Linked DNA regions of Rattus norvegicus: region 2 is linked to region 1. The links are chromatin contacts, called in public Hi-C maps. All regions are on one chromosome and are shown on one strand. Each heading gives the region's core, a stretch centred on a gene start, on an enhancer-like site or on the middle of the called end of the contact. The rest is flanking DNA. Distances are from core to core; before and after follow the strand shown. Region 1 holds the start of Aco1 (aconitase 1). Region 2 holds the start of Ndufb6 (NADH:ubiquinone oxidoreductase subunit B6).

Region 1 (6,960 bases), core at 1,369-3,868:
CAGACATGAAGTGCTGGATGACTTCCATGGTGTAAATAAATATTCTCATCATGGCCTATTCCAAGCTACAGAAATGTAACACTGCTGAACACAGAGTTGAGAAGAAACAAACACAAACACTGAATCTCTCTCAGGAAACCATGGGTACTTGGGACTCCTACTATCAACAGCCTAGTTGTAAAGGCAGGGACACTAAGGTTCTGAGAGATCAATGAAGCTCCACAAGGCTAAGCCAAGAACAGACACAGGTTGGAAGGGATTTCCCTATCCAGACCATAGCCACCCCATGGAGAGGTATTTTCTCCTACAATACAGAAGAATGGAGAAAACAAGACAAAGAATGTTGTTTGCCAGGCACATGGTAATAAATGCCATTTATCTCAACTGTCGTCTTCCCATGTAGGCCTCTGGCTTCCTTTGCATGTGCTTTCAATGCACACTTTACTAGCAGATATTGCTTTTCTTACATGACCATGTTTCATGTACACAAACAGAGAGGAAATTATCTCAACGGAACAGTTGTCACCTATGCTCTTGACTTCCAGACAGGCCCTTCATCTTTCTTTTTTTTTTTTTTTTTTTTTGGTTCTTTTTTTTTTTTTTTTCGGAGCTGGGGACCGAACCCAGGGCCTTGCGCTTCCTAGGCAAGCGCTCTACCACTGAGCTAAATCCCCAACCCCCTTCATCTTTCAAAATTATCAATTTCCCAAGGTCCAGAAGAGTTGGGGATGAGATATAGATCTACTCCAGGGACAAATAAGGGAGACTCCAGCATCAATGTGAAGTCTTATACTATAACACAAGTGCTCAGAGTTTAGATCCCAGTCCCCTTTTCCCAACTGTGGGAGCAACAGCGTGTGCAGAAATAATTTCTAATGTATTGTCCAAAGTGCTTAAGCTGTTCTACCCGAACACAATAGCCTCTTTGGGTAGAAGATAAAGAACTTTGTTTGCTATATATATACACATATATACATATGTATATATATGAATGATAATATGTATACATTTTCTATCTCAAATTTATGTAGACAGCATGCAACAAAGGGAAGAATCTAAAGCAGGATTCCATCTATCACACACCGACACGCTAGGCATCTGCTTTCTAGTGTCAGAGGAAGGACCACACACAGAGCTCACCAGGAATGTGAAAGTAGCAGAATTCAGAGACTGGGACACATACTTCAACAAATACAAAGCTAGAAACCACAGACAGAACTGAACATCGGGGAAAGGAGGTAAAAACGTGCCACCTGATATTCTAGAGATGACCTCTCAGTTACTTGGTAAGCTTACACCAACCCCTACACGTTTGGCATGGCCTAGTCATACACACCTCCCGAACCCACAGGTCTGGTTTGCTACATCAATGCAGCAAACCGATGCTTACATGGAAATGGATGTTTACATAGAAACAACCAAGATACACATGAAAGGCATTGAGTTTGCAGAAGCCAAGAGTCACCACCATCTGTGGGGATCTCGTACTCAGTTCTGAAGTGAGGTCCACAGTGCTCCTGAGTATCTATCAGAGGTTAACTAGCTCCATGGTGCTGAGCGGAAGAACCATAAACAAAGTGGCAAACCCAGTGAACTATGCCTTCTAAGCATGGGCTGCCTCAGTAGTTTTAAAATACGCTGCAGAGAAACACAGGTGCAAGTATCTGGACTGTCAACACCAGTTCTAAACAACACAATGTTACATTTTCAATGATATACTTGAAAGTATACAGAAACTACATGACATGTCATACCGCAACAGGCTGAGTGTCTTCCTCGAAGCAGAGGTTTGTAGAAAGGTTAAAAAATGCCCTAACAGTGTTTGGGAAAATACAGGATTTAAACACACACACACACACACACACACACACACACACACACACACACACACACACACCGTTATGTGAAATATAATTGGTCTATTCTGAATTAAGTATATTAAATGTCTATTCGTTGTACTTATACACGACAAAATATCAATAGGTACAATCTATATAACAAAGGTTCCTTAGGTGCACAGCCGGTGTTAAATCCAGAAGTTAAGCAACTTCTGCTTGGAGGCTGTCATGCGTGCTGCAGGGAGATGTGCGGTTCTAGTGCACTGGCCTGGCCGAGCAGTACTGTCCAGTTCTCCTTAGGTTCCTCAATCGATCTCCTTGGACTCTATGCTCAACCCTTCCACTGAGGGGTCTCTCACCCTCACTCCACCTGTCTCTCCCCTGTGTTGGGGTCTCTAACATGCCGGGCACAATCGCTCCTTTCTATCCCGTGGGCCGGGCCCCGCAGACTGACACCCTGGCGGTGCGGCCCGCACACCAAGGCGAGAACTCTCGGGGCGCCGAGAAGAGCCACTCCCAGTACAAAGCGACGCAGGCTGGGGAGCGGGCAGAGAGGTCACCCTAGGAGCCAGCTCCACGGCCTCCCCGCAGATCGCCGGGTGTTCCCGGGTCTGTACCGTGGGAAAGGCCTGCACGGACGCCCCGGGGCCGCATGGTACTCACCGCTCACAGCGGGGCTCACGGAGCACGGAGCACACAGGCGGGTGCAAGCAAGAACCCAGGCCGACTTTGCGCTCCTCCCCCTGAGCGGTCCTCCGGACGCTCCGGCTGCGAGGCGGGACCCGTGGGAGAGCGGGCCGGAACCAGCTGCAGCAAGAGAGGGGCCGGACCTGGGCCTCACTACGCCCCTAGGGGCGGAGCCTGGACACCTCCTCCCTTCAGAAGCTGCAGGCTATGGCTGAGGCTTGGAGTCTGCTCAGGGCACGCCCTCCCTTCCGAACCTTCGGACGGTGGCAGACGGGCGGAGTCTAGGACCTATTCCGCCCCAAGGGCCAGAACTTGAGGTTCCGGCCAAGGGGCAGAGCTTGGGACACCTCTTCTTTCCAGAGCCCGAAGGCAGGCCATACTGAGGGACGAATCCCAGGTCCCTACATGGCCAACCCAGAGCCAACCCTGGGGACTTAGGCTGAGAGGATGGACCCGGGACCCGGCCCCGCCCCTAGATCCAGAGAATCTTGGCCTCGGGTGGGGGCAGAGCCTAGGACCTGCTCCACAAAGGCCCTAAGCTGAAGGCCATTGATATTTGTGGCTCCGCCCCATAGGCGGGAGAAACTGGGCCCTGGGGCTGCATCTAGCGTTGCTAGTGGTTCACTCCCAGGAAGTGTCTAGGCTTTTCCTCTTCTGGAGCATGGGAGAAGGCCGACTGTCGCTCACGTGGGGCAGAGTGTGACTTGTAAGTGTCTGACTAGCTCAGTGAGCCAGAAGAAGAAAAGACTTGTTAGGATTTCTGTTGCTGCGATGAAATGCCATGTCCAAAAGGCAGGCTGAGGAGAAAGGGGTGTATTTGGCTTACACTTCCAACTCATTGGAGGAAGTCAGGACAGGAACTCAAGCAGGGCTGCCTACTGCCTTGCTTCCCATGGCTTGCTCCGCTTACTTTCTTTCTTACAGAACCCAGGACCACCACCAGCCCAGGGATGGCACGGCTCACCGTGGGCTGGGCCCTCCCCATTGATCACTAATTGAGCAAATGCCTTACAGCTGAATCTCATGGAGGCATTTTCTCAGCTGAGGCTCCTTCCTCTCTGATAACTAATTTGTGTCAAGTGACACACAAAACCAGCCTGTACAGTGCCCTCTCTCCACCTTTCTTTTAAATGCTGGGCGGTAAGTACAGGCGTTATTTTCTGAGTGCCTCAGAACACTGCATAATCAGTCATCTCTGTCCTCCAGTGTCCCCACCTCCTTCCACCATCGACTCCCTACGACTGAGATGGCAGGTCCACCTGCCACACCACGCCCAGATCTTTTGAAAAGAGAGTTTCTCTGTCTTTACTTGCCCAAAGCTCGGGAAGTGGCATCAGGAACATACTCGGAAAAACAGGACCTCAACATTTCTGTAGCTTACACAGAATGCAACATTTTATATCAACTCGTCTTTAGCCTGTAGCAACCCATGATAGTGCATGCTGTCTACCCATCTGAAGTCTGAGCTGTGAGAACGAGTGTGGGGGGGGGGGTTTCTGTACTTGTTTAGCAGTTTGGCCTCTCAAGTCAATGTGAATTCAGAGATATGATTAGCTCTAGATGAAAGGCTGTAAGGTTTTGTTGCCCAGGTTGCTTGGAAATCCGGTGTAGGTTTCCACATCGAGTTAACTTGAATGAGCATTGTATAGGGAGAATGACTAGTAACTAGTCGGTCAAACACCTGGCTAGGGGTGGGGGTTTTGCTGCCCTAGGTTGTTCCCTTAGAGTTGAAGGGTCTGAGTTCCAGGAACCCATAGACTGGACTTGAGTTCCAAGCTGTCGAAGCCTAAGGCTTATAATTCCAGGTACTCGAGGCAGAGGCGTCCTGCTCTAGGCTATACTCTGCAGCAGGTAGAGTTATAATGAAAGAGTCAGAGTTGGGGCCAATCTGGGGCCAGTGGGAAAATTCCCACCACAAACCGCTGAGCACAAGGAACCTTCCTTCCTAGGAAGAAAAAAGTTGGTTTAGTTCCTGGAACAGCTTCAAGTCGAACTGTCACACAAAGCTCCCTGACTCCCAACTAAAAGTCCTGAACGATACACTGAGTCGATCTGAAAGTTGTTTTGCTCTACCAAATGCACATAGTACCCTGCCTAGTTACCTGCCCCCAATTGTTTGAATTCTTCCCCAATTGTTTGCAAGGTATATAACTACCCGTTAGAGTCTGCTCAGGGTCGTCTCCCCTTGAAGTGGGATGACCCCGACCTGTCGGAACGATTAAACTTCTCCTGCTTTTACATCTATCACCGCCTACATGAGTCTCAATCAGGAGGTCCTGGAAGAGGTTCAATTCGAGCCTCACCATAACTCCTGATCCTTGGTTGTCACGACTCTTGCCAGCAAAGAGACCAAGTTTTACAGTCTCTCCTTTTTGTTCTTCAGAGCCCCTGCCTGTCTCTATACTTCTGCTGTTCCTATAAAGTCATAGCTTTTTGCATTTACCACTCCCTAGTGTTATAGCTCAGAGTTCTTGAAGGGCTCGGCGACTCTTAGCTGCCTTCTGTGTCATCACTCTGAGCTTTGACCGTTGAGGTCTCTTAGATCTTTTGGCTCCGGAACTCTTCAGTTACCTCGTCTCTGCCAGTGGCAGTGCTGTTGTCTCTGTCATCCTTTATGGAAGTGGCATCTTCACTCCATACAACCTGCCTAGCCTGATAAAGACTGTAGTCAAAGAGGATATTTATGAGGTGCTGTATTAGGCCTAATATTGCAATCCCAGAAGAAGTCTCCCAGACTAACAACACAGTTAAGGGAAACAGTCTCACACAGCTAGAAGGAAATATGACATGCTTGTGTGTGGACTGTGATTTCACCAACTACAGCCCCACATGTGCATAGTCCTACCTAAACAAGATGACAAGCTTCACTTAAGAGCCAATCACTACAAGCCTCACATTGCACCAATCACAGTTTACTTTTCTCCCTGAGTCAGTAGAGAGAGTTACTCCCTTCTCTAGTCTGGAAGAAGACTAACTTCCCAGTGAGCAGATTCATCTAGAATTTACTGGCTCTGTCTTACAGAGAGCGGAGTCTTCCAGAGCCAGTGCAGTTTGCTGAAGAGGTCATGATTGGAGCAGGGGCTCCTGGATCAAACGTTTTAGCTTCACCAGCAGCCAGTAGGTGCAGTGCTCCTTGTTTCTATGGAACAGCTACCTGTTGAGCAGCAGCATCCTCCCAGCCTTGCATTTTTGGAAGGAAACTTCTAAAGATAGAAGCTGTAAAGGAGAAGTGAAACAATAGGATGTTTCAAGACAGGATATTTACAGGAGGATGATTCCATTCTTCGGGGAAGTTTCTTAAAACAGTAAGTAAATGACTCAAAATAGCTTCAGGAAGTCCCTGAAACTGATGAGGTTCACTCCCTACTTTAAGCATATGTAAGCCATAAGAATTGTTCAGAGTCACTCTCAGACAAGCTAAGCTGTCTAGAAGAAGCAAAGTCAAGCAGCGCTGCCTAGAAGAGATTCAGACCAACTATGCTGCCGAGAAAAAAAAAAAACAAAACCTCTCCAAAATACTGAATTTCTTGTGGGATGTTCATTGTGTTCCAGGTTTCTAGTTTTTGCGAACTGTCAACCATGCTAGAGTGGGCTTTGGTAATACAGATATCTTTGAGTAATTCTGCTCCTATAAGTAACCCCTCACATATTTCTGTAAGTAACACAAATAAAACTCATTGGTTAGCTAGGTTGGACTTTTGACTTTGGTTTCTGATTGGTTTCCTGTCTGGGGTGAGTGGACATTTCTTCATATCTCTCTAGGAATGGTGTCTTAACATTTCCCCCTCCCTGCCAGGGCATCTACAGTGCATTTAAAACAACCACAATGCCCCATGACAATCTGTCAGTTGCCAAGAGAAGCTGCTTTGTAATAGAGCCCCAACCATGGCAGTAGGGTACAAAGAACACATTTGGAAGTTGTCGGTCTAAAAATCAACCCTGCCTGGCACGTAATAGCTCAACTTATTAGGAGGGAAAGTGAGCATTTGAAATAAAGTCTTCTCATCTAGGCTTAATTATGCTTAATCTCTAGCCAGATGTCAGTGTGGGAAGAGTTGGTTCTTCTCATCTGTCTGACCAGTCTATATAGTAGACTGTATAGTCTACAGCAGTGTGTACTGCTCCCACTAGAGACTCATGGTTGAATCTTTACATGTCATTCAATTCAGCTCCTCCAACCACCACTGAAGAGTGTGAAATGTGTCATGGTGGATTCAGTCCTCAGTATATCTGACACTTGTATTTCCGTGTATGTCTCTCCCGTCATTCTACACAATGCTACCTTCTACTTACCTTTGAAGAGAAAGTATAATTTCTGTACTCTAAAGGATGAGGAGATTGTCTACCCATCTCCCAAATTCCATTCACATTCAGTGGACAATTTTTTTTCTTGGATGCCCATGTATGTTAGATGTTCACCACCAAACCTGAAGGC
Region 2 (7,248 bases), core at 3,079-5,578, 150 kb before region 1:
TGTGAGGGTTTGAGTGTAGGAAAGTGTGTGGCTGGGATGTGTTTCCGCCAAGATATCTAGCAGATATCTGGGGCACCCCCTGTGCGGACGCAGTGGGGTAATAGACAACATTACTCTTTTCTATTTTATATATTTTTACAACAACACTAACACACCTTGCCAGGGAGAAAAACCAAATCCCCTCTGGGCATTAAAAGCACAGCTGGAAAGGTAGACTCTTTCTCAACAGATCCAAAGTGCAAGCAAGCTTACTGATAGACACCTTTCCTGGCCTCGGTCCTCTCTCTGCCCTCTAAGCTTATACCTTTCCCAGGTTCCGGGCTGGCTACTGAGGCCTTTCACAAACCCCCCATTTTGGGTTGTATTTATAACATCCCAGCAACTGGGAGTGGCATCTGGTGGGAATGTATGGCAGTTTTCCCACTCCTGCAGCCCATCTGAGTCTGAGTCTGTCTTAATGGGCTCTCTTTGCTTTATTTTTTTTCACAGCCTGAGGTCATGGGGTGGGGTCGGGTGGAACATGCTAGGAAGTAGCCAGTGGAAGAAGAATTATGTTGTGCTAAAAACATTGGTTCTGTTTACTGTTGTTGTTGTTATTATTATTATTATTATTATTATTATTATTATTATTATTATTATTGACTGTATTTTTAAGTGTGAGAGTGAAATGGTTTCCACAGAAAGTCAGGATGACGGCCCTCAAAGAAATTACTAGATCTACTTGACCCCATTAATATAGGCAGCATTTACTTGGGTTGTGAAATGCCTTACTGAGGGACTTTTCTGGCGTGGTTAGGCCCCCAGAGGCTATTGGAACCTCATTATTATGGAGTTGAGGTCTGTAGGTAAGAAAAGTTTCACATGAAGAGGACACAGATTCATAGTAGCCTAAATAATGGCTCAGTACTTCGAAGCACAGAATTTTTTACAGCTTAGAATTTCAAGTTTTAACAAAAAAAAATTAAAAGACAGGAATACAATGAGCCCCAGTGACTGTCTGTCACACACCAATTGCTAACTAACTGTATTTCCTTTACCCTACATCCCTTACTGAGAATTAAGCTCCAGACACCATGTTCTCCCATGGATAAATGTTATGGATGTGTTCTAAGTACCAGAAGCTCCATTTAAAATAGAACCACAAGATCTAATACCTCCTTAATATCACAAAATATCACGGTGGTGTTCAAACTGCCCTCTGCCTCTTTATTGGTCATCATTCTGTTTTTCTCCTAACTGTGTTTTTGTTTCAGAAAGAACTCAGCTGGATGAAGCCCCCATAATTTGGGCTTATCTGAGTGTGTCTTTTTAGTATTGTATGAGGATTTCCTCTGTCCCTTCTATTTTCTTTTTTTCTATTCCTTTTCAGTAAGTCTTTTATTGGTCCTAAAGACATCTCAAATTGTATTTAGAAACCAGGATCTAGTTTTTGGAGCTGGGTGATGCAGGTCTTACTCATCAGCCTGCTCCTCTGTTGCTTTTTCTGACACATAGACGCTATTCGAAACTTCTCTGATATCCTAGTTTTTGACTTGTAGCTTCCTGCTGAATTTAAAACAAGTTGAATATCATTTCATTCAAGGACTAATTCATCTTATGGCCTTGAGAAACAGCTCAAACAACACCTGTCCTCATCTGAACCCCTTGGATGTATTTTTCACCCAAGAAATTTGAAATTTCAACCAAAGACTGGTTTTCCTGTTGTTGGGGAATTGAGCTCACAAGGATTGCATCTTGAAACACAAGTCCATCAAACACTCTTGATCGTGTTCTGAACATGGCTGTAGATGGTACGGGCAGTGGCTAGTTTCGTGTTTTCAACCATTTGTCAACCTGAAGCTGCTTCTTTTTCTTTGCAAGGAATCGTAGCTCTATATTGATATGATTAAAGTCCCTCTGGAGAGTTCCTCTGGGGCCTTTTACAATAACTATGTGTGCATTTTCTGGAATGTTCATAGCCTGATTGCTGTGTATTATCTTCATTCTCATAGTAGATGCTGCAAAGAGAGAAAAGCAGACTATTAATATTTCAAACCTTAGTAAGATGCTAACTATGGTAGCTACCCACTGGCATATTTTTCATTATTTTTTTAAAGATTTATTCATTTATTATATATAAGTACACTGTAGCTGTCTTCAGACACACCAGAAGAGGGCATCAGATCTCTTTACAGATGGTTGTGAGCCACCATGTGGTTGCTGGGAATTGAACTCAGGACCTCTGGAAGAGCAGTCGGGGCTCTTAACCACTGAGCCATCTTTCCAGCCCCATTTTTCATTATTTTTAAATGCTTTTAGAGATATGCATCCCTCTCGCCAATGTATTCTGTGAAGTACGGAGAGGCGTTAAACCCACGTGCATTTCTTTCTGCTTGCTACACACAGAATACTAATATAAAAATATTTAAATAAAAAAAATAAATAAAATTTCCTTTTAAAAATATCACTGAAATGTTAAAAGCCAACAAAATCCCAAATTAACTAAATACAGAATTAGTAGTGAATTTTAAGCCTAAAATATCAGAATTCAAACCCAAACCATGTTATGTGCATCTGGGTTATTTGTTTTACTCATGGACCTAACAGAATGGAGTTGAAAAAAGAAACTTGTCAGAGCATATGTAATACAGCCCTTCTCTTTTCAAATGTTCTAGAAACTACAGATTTCAGTTCAATTTTACAGGCAACAAGACATCTGTCCACAAGAGGGCGCCGCGGCGCTCTCGAGGAGGGGCCACAGCTACAGAACCGCTGCTGCACTGATTCATTAAGGAAGGGTTGTAGAATAGTTCTAGAACGGCCTGGAGTTCTTCCCGTGTTTGGTATTAAAATGCTTCTTTGAAGAAAATTTCTCCATAAGCTTTTTGTTCCTGTAAGATGCAATTTGTACAAAAGACTAGGAAAAAATGCCTGATTTTTTAAAACTCAGATTTCAAAATGAGTTAGTTTTTAAAACCATCCAAAAGTCACAAATGAGGTTTTGTTTTGCTTTTTTAAAATAAAATATTTTGACTTGGTATATGTGATGTAATTTAAAAGTCATTCAATTCATACGTACTGATGCTGAAATGTTTTCATCTTTGCCCAGAGAAAAGTTGCCTCTAGTCTTACAAACTTGCCCAGCGCTAGTTCGCTTATGGAACATATTCCTCTCTTCTGGAGAGCCCTCGGGTTCCAGAAGCCCCATGAAGTAACCAGATTCTCCTAAGTCGGGTATTCTGGAAGTGCACCATATGTTCTTAACCGCTAAGCCATCTCTAAACTCCCTAGTTTCTACTTTTGTCTCTATCCTGTCTTCCCTATATAATATTGGTGATAATGGTGGTGGTGGTGTTTGAAGCAGTTGTTAAGTTGGGCATACTGGTGTGTTCCATCCAGCTTATGAGTAGTGGAGGCAGGGGGATAAGGAGTTTAAGTCCAGGCTCCCTTAAATAAAAGCTAGCCTAAGCGCTACATGAGACCCTGTCTCCAAAAACAAATACTTATAACAAAATTATTTTCATTTATTACACTAAAATTTTCAGTGAGCATATATATATAAAATCTCCACTATCCCCACTTTTGGATAAAAGGTAGCATACCATATACAATTCTTTCTACTTGATGTAGGTGGTTTGTTTTATTTATTTATTTATTTATTTGCCTTAGCAATAGATTGTAGAAGTCACTCCACAGTGATGAATAGAAGGCTCATTTATGGCAGTAGCATTCCAATGCTTTATAGTACTATAAGCTTTTCCACTAATCCTCTATTACGGAATCTGGGAGGTGGTTTCCAATGTTTTGCTAATACAAATCGTGCCGTGATGGATATTTGTGCACATCCCTGCAAATGTTTACCACCATACCTCTGGGATATCTTACAAAGTGGGACGGCAGGATCAAAGAGTGAGCCAGTCCATGTAAGCCTCCAAATAAGGTGCTCTTTATTTCTGCAGTACAGAGGAGGGAAGAAACCCAGATAGCTGCTCAAAGTCACTTGAGTTACTAAAGGGCTGGGAGCTGAACTTGAATGCAATTGTCTCTAGGTCAAGAAGGTGGGAATTCAAGCGGGCGGGGCAGAGGTTCCCTAAACCCTTGTCCTTGCGGTCCCCTCCCCGACAAGTTCTTTCTTTGAACTCTAGCCCCCCGGGACTTCTCACACTTTCTAACACAGACCACTTAAATCATAACTAAAAGACCTTCCAGAGCTTGTACTTAATCCGGGTTCTTAAAACCCGGGGTCAGAGAGAGGGCTTTGCGCATGAGCAGAACCTGCTTTCGGCGAAGGAATCAGCTTGCTCCCAGAGGCTGGGCTGCTGTGACGCCATCACATCGCGCCGTTGCAGGCGCCTCAAGGTCGCTTTGCGGAGCGGGATCGCGCGTAAGTGACCGGCCCCAGGTTCGGGTGCGCGCTGTCACTCTCTGGTAAGCTCGCCGGCGACATGTCGGGGTACACGCCCGATGAGAAGCTGCGGCTGCAGCAGCTGCGGGAGCTGAGAAGGCGATGGCTGAAGGACCAAGAGCTGAGCCCCCGGGAGCCCGTGTTGCCCCCGCGCAGGATGTGGCCCCTGGAGCGATTCTGGAATAACTTTTTGCGGGACCGGGCCCTGTGGAAGTACATGGTGAGTGATGTGCCACACAGATCCGGGTTCCCACTCCGGGTCGCAACCCGGCCAACCCCTTCCCACTCCTCTCAGTTCCATTAAGGCCCGACCCTCTCCAGAGCCCGCACACCCGGGAGGGCCCCAAGGGACAATCAGTCCAGGCCCTCAGATTTAGCGGAGATGCTGTCACGTCGCTAGAGTTCAGGGCCGGGGTCTGGAGTCCTGGAGCAGGTTGGCTTCGGGAGGATGATCCCCTGTGGCTGTCGGGTGTACTGAGAAGTCGGATCTTAGGTTTTACAGGACGCCGCACATGCAGTTGTTTCGAGTGTAGATACCTTTCCTGGTTTTAGTATTTGAGAACACTTAGGTGTTGTGTAAGGTTGAGGTGATAGAGGCGTCCATCGCCTACCAGCTACTCGAGGGCCAGCTGGTATAGTACAGTCTCCTGGGTTTGCAACCGAAGACAGGGTTCTATTCGGTATGCTTTGTCAGACTCAAAAGCCCCCTTTCTACTTATCACTGTGTACGTTTAACACGCTTTTAGTTACTTTTAGATTGCATCCCTTGACTTTGCCAGGCAGAAAAACCGTTCACTCAAGGACTACTTTTTATTGTAAGGATACCAGATATTTTCTTGGCGTCTGCTAATAAGTCACATCAGTGATGAGTAATGAATACTGTGTGGGAATTGCTTTCAGTTCCTTCTAATAATACTAGGAGTAGTAGTAACAAAGTGTTGGTTGGTTTGTTTCTTGAACAAGAATGCCCTTATGTCTTGCAGAATGCTACGTATTATAAGCTTTGTCTAGTAGTCTTGCAGAATGGTACTTACCCTAAGTCTTAGATTCTATGGATATTCTATAGGAAGTCCCAGAGTTAGTGAAAATATTGAAATAGGTAGGTAGGTTAGCCCCAGAAAATATATTCCATTTAGAAATTTGTAAAGTAATTATCACACTGTTACATTGTTGGTGGTGGTGGAATTTTTTGTTTGTTTGATTTGGTTTTTGTTCCACACACATTGACAAATGAGATATCCCATGCTAGGGATAGTAAGGAGCACATGTTGGTAAGCACAGCAGCTCCAGAGGTTTATTTTGTATGTGTGTTCCCCACAGATCTTCAAGGCGTACCGCACCAGTCTCTTCACTGTTTCCCATGTGATCATACCTCTCTGGTTCGTCCACTATTACGTCAAATATCATGTGGCTGTAAGTACGTTTTAAATGTATGCTTTCCAGAACTTATTTTTAATATCGTCCAATAATTTCCTGTGGCTGTGCTGTGCTCAGAAAATTATATTCTCACGTTAAGCTGATTTTTAAAGTTCCTTGACTTTTTGGAGGGATAAAAGGTTTCATTGGACTTTAAGTACTCTTATATACAAGTAGTTTCAAAGCTTGAAAAATCAAAAGGTTACTCTTATATATACAACATTTATAACGTTTGCAACACAATGAAGTAGTGTTTAGATGGTCAGAATGTCTAGCCCTGGAGTCCTGAGCAGTAGCTATAGAGATGATCTCTGCTGCTTCTTTCCGCCAGTCAGGTATGTGATATCATTCCAAACAGGTTTGTCCTGTCTCCAGTCCCTTCCCTTTGTTCTTATCTGAGTCCTCATAATTCTCTCCATTTAGACTCTCGGGTGTCTAAACTCTATGAACTTTTTCATGGAAAGATCTTGCATGGGCTGATGAAGGCCCTTGCCGTGGTTTAAAGACAAGGGGCAGCACAGTATGGGTGGTACATGCTGTTGGATCCTAGGCATGTAGTTTCTGGGATATCATGGAAGAGGGAACAGTGCTGGAACGTAAATACTGTAAACGGGGCACTCTGTGTCCACTCACAGGAGGCTGAGCAGGCCTGTTTGGGGAACCTTAGAGGCAGCAACCTGGAGTAGGATATTGGAATTGGAGAAGGAAGTTATGTAAGGAACCTGAGGTGGAGTAAGACAGCAGAACCTAAGTAAGGCGAGGAGGTTAGACATCATAAGCTGTGGTGATGGTGACAGGACCTGTGTCATATGTGAGGAGCTTGATCAAATAAGCACACTGATGGAAACAGGAGAACACCTTGGAGAATGGAATCAACTGGAAGTACTGGTATGAACTCATAGTTCTGAATACTGTGTATTCATAGGTAGATGGAGAAATAACCACGAATGTGAATGTGGGCATGTGCTTGTATGCATGGTCACTAAGGATGTCCACTTAGAAGGCCTGGAAACAGGGTTGTCTCTAAGTTACAGTCCATCAGGCAGCACCTCAGTGCTGTCAGCCATGAGGCAGACTGAAACTGCGCTCTTGACAGACGTAGCACGAGGAAAGCGGCTCAGCTGCTGACACTCCTGCCCAGTGCACATCGCCTGAGTGCAGTCACAAGGAGGCATGAAGCAGCCCCTGTGAAGGAATGTTCCAGTGGAGAAAGATTATTGGCTTGTTACCTTCAGAAGCACTAGGTTAAGAAGGTTAAAGAATGTCAGAAGACAGCTTAAAGGATTGGTTTCTCCACTTCTACCATGCGGTCTCCAGGGATCCAACTCAGGCCGTTAGGCTTAACAGCAAGTCTTTGCCCTGTGAACCATGCCCCTGGCCCACAATATGTTCTTTGAGCAACATGAATGGAATGCTTAGTAAGTCCTCTTTATAGTTGTAGAAAGAAC

Evidence for each region. Hi-C and Micro-C count contacts between places; a contact is called where the count stands out from the background.
Region 2: a Hi-C map of liver shows a contact between it and region 1, with 4 times the contacts expected there. The contact joins the promoter of Ndufb6 here to the promoter of Aco1 in region 1. A contact is called at or near these places in 9 of 12 Hi-C or Micro-C datasets (the A7r5 cell line, Schwann cells, frontal cortex and 5 more) and 1 of 1 datasets of contacts at active chromatin or transcription factors (oligodendrocytes).

What each region holds. Positions count from the first base shown.
Region 1 is chr5:60,051,553-60,058,512 of GRCr8, reverse strand. Aco1 (aconitase 1) reads right to left here and starts at 2,618. Exons shown (of 21, transcript NM_017321.2): 1 at 2,502-2,618.
Region 2 is chr5:60,203,232-60,210,479 of GRCr8, reverse strand. Ndufb6 (NADH:ubiquinone oxidoreductase subunit B6) reads left to right here and starts at 4,328. Exons shown (of 4, transcript NM_001106646.1): 1 at 4,328-4,604; 2 at 5,705-5,797. The coding sequence starts at 4,425.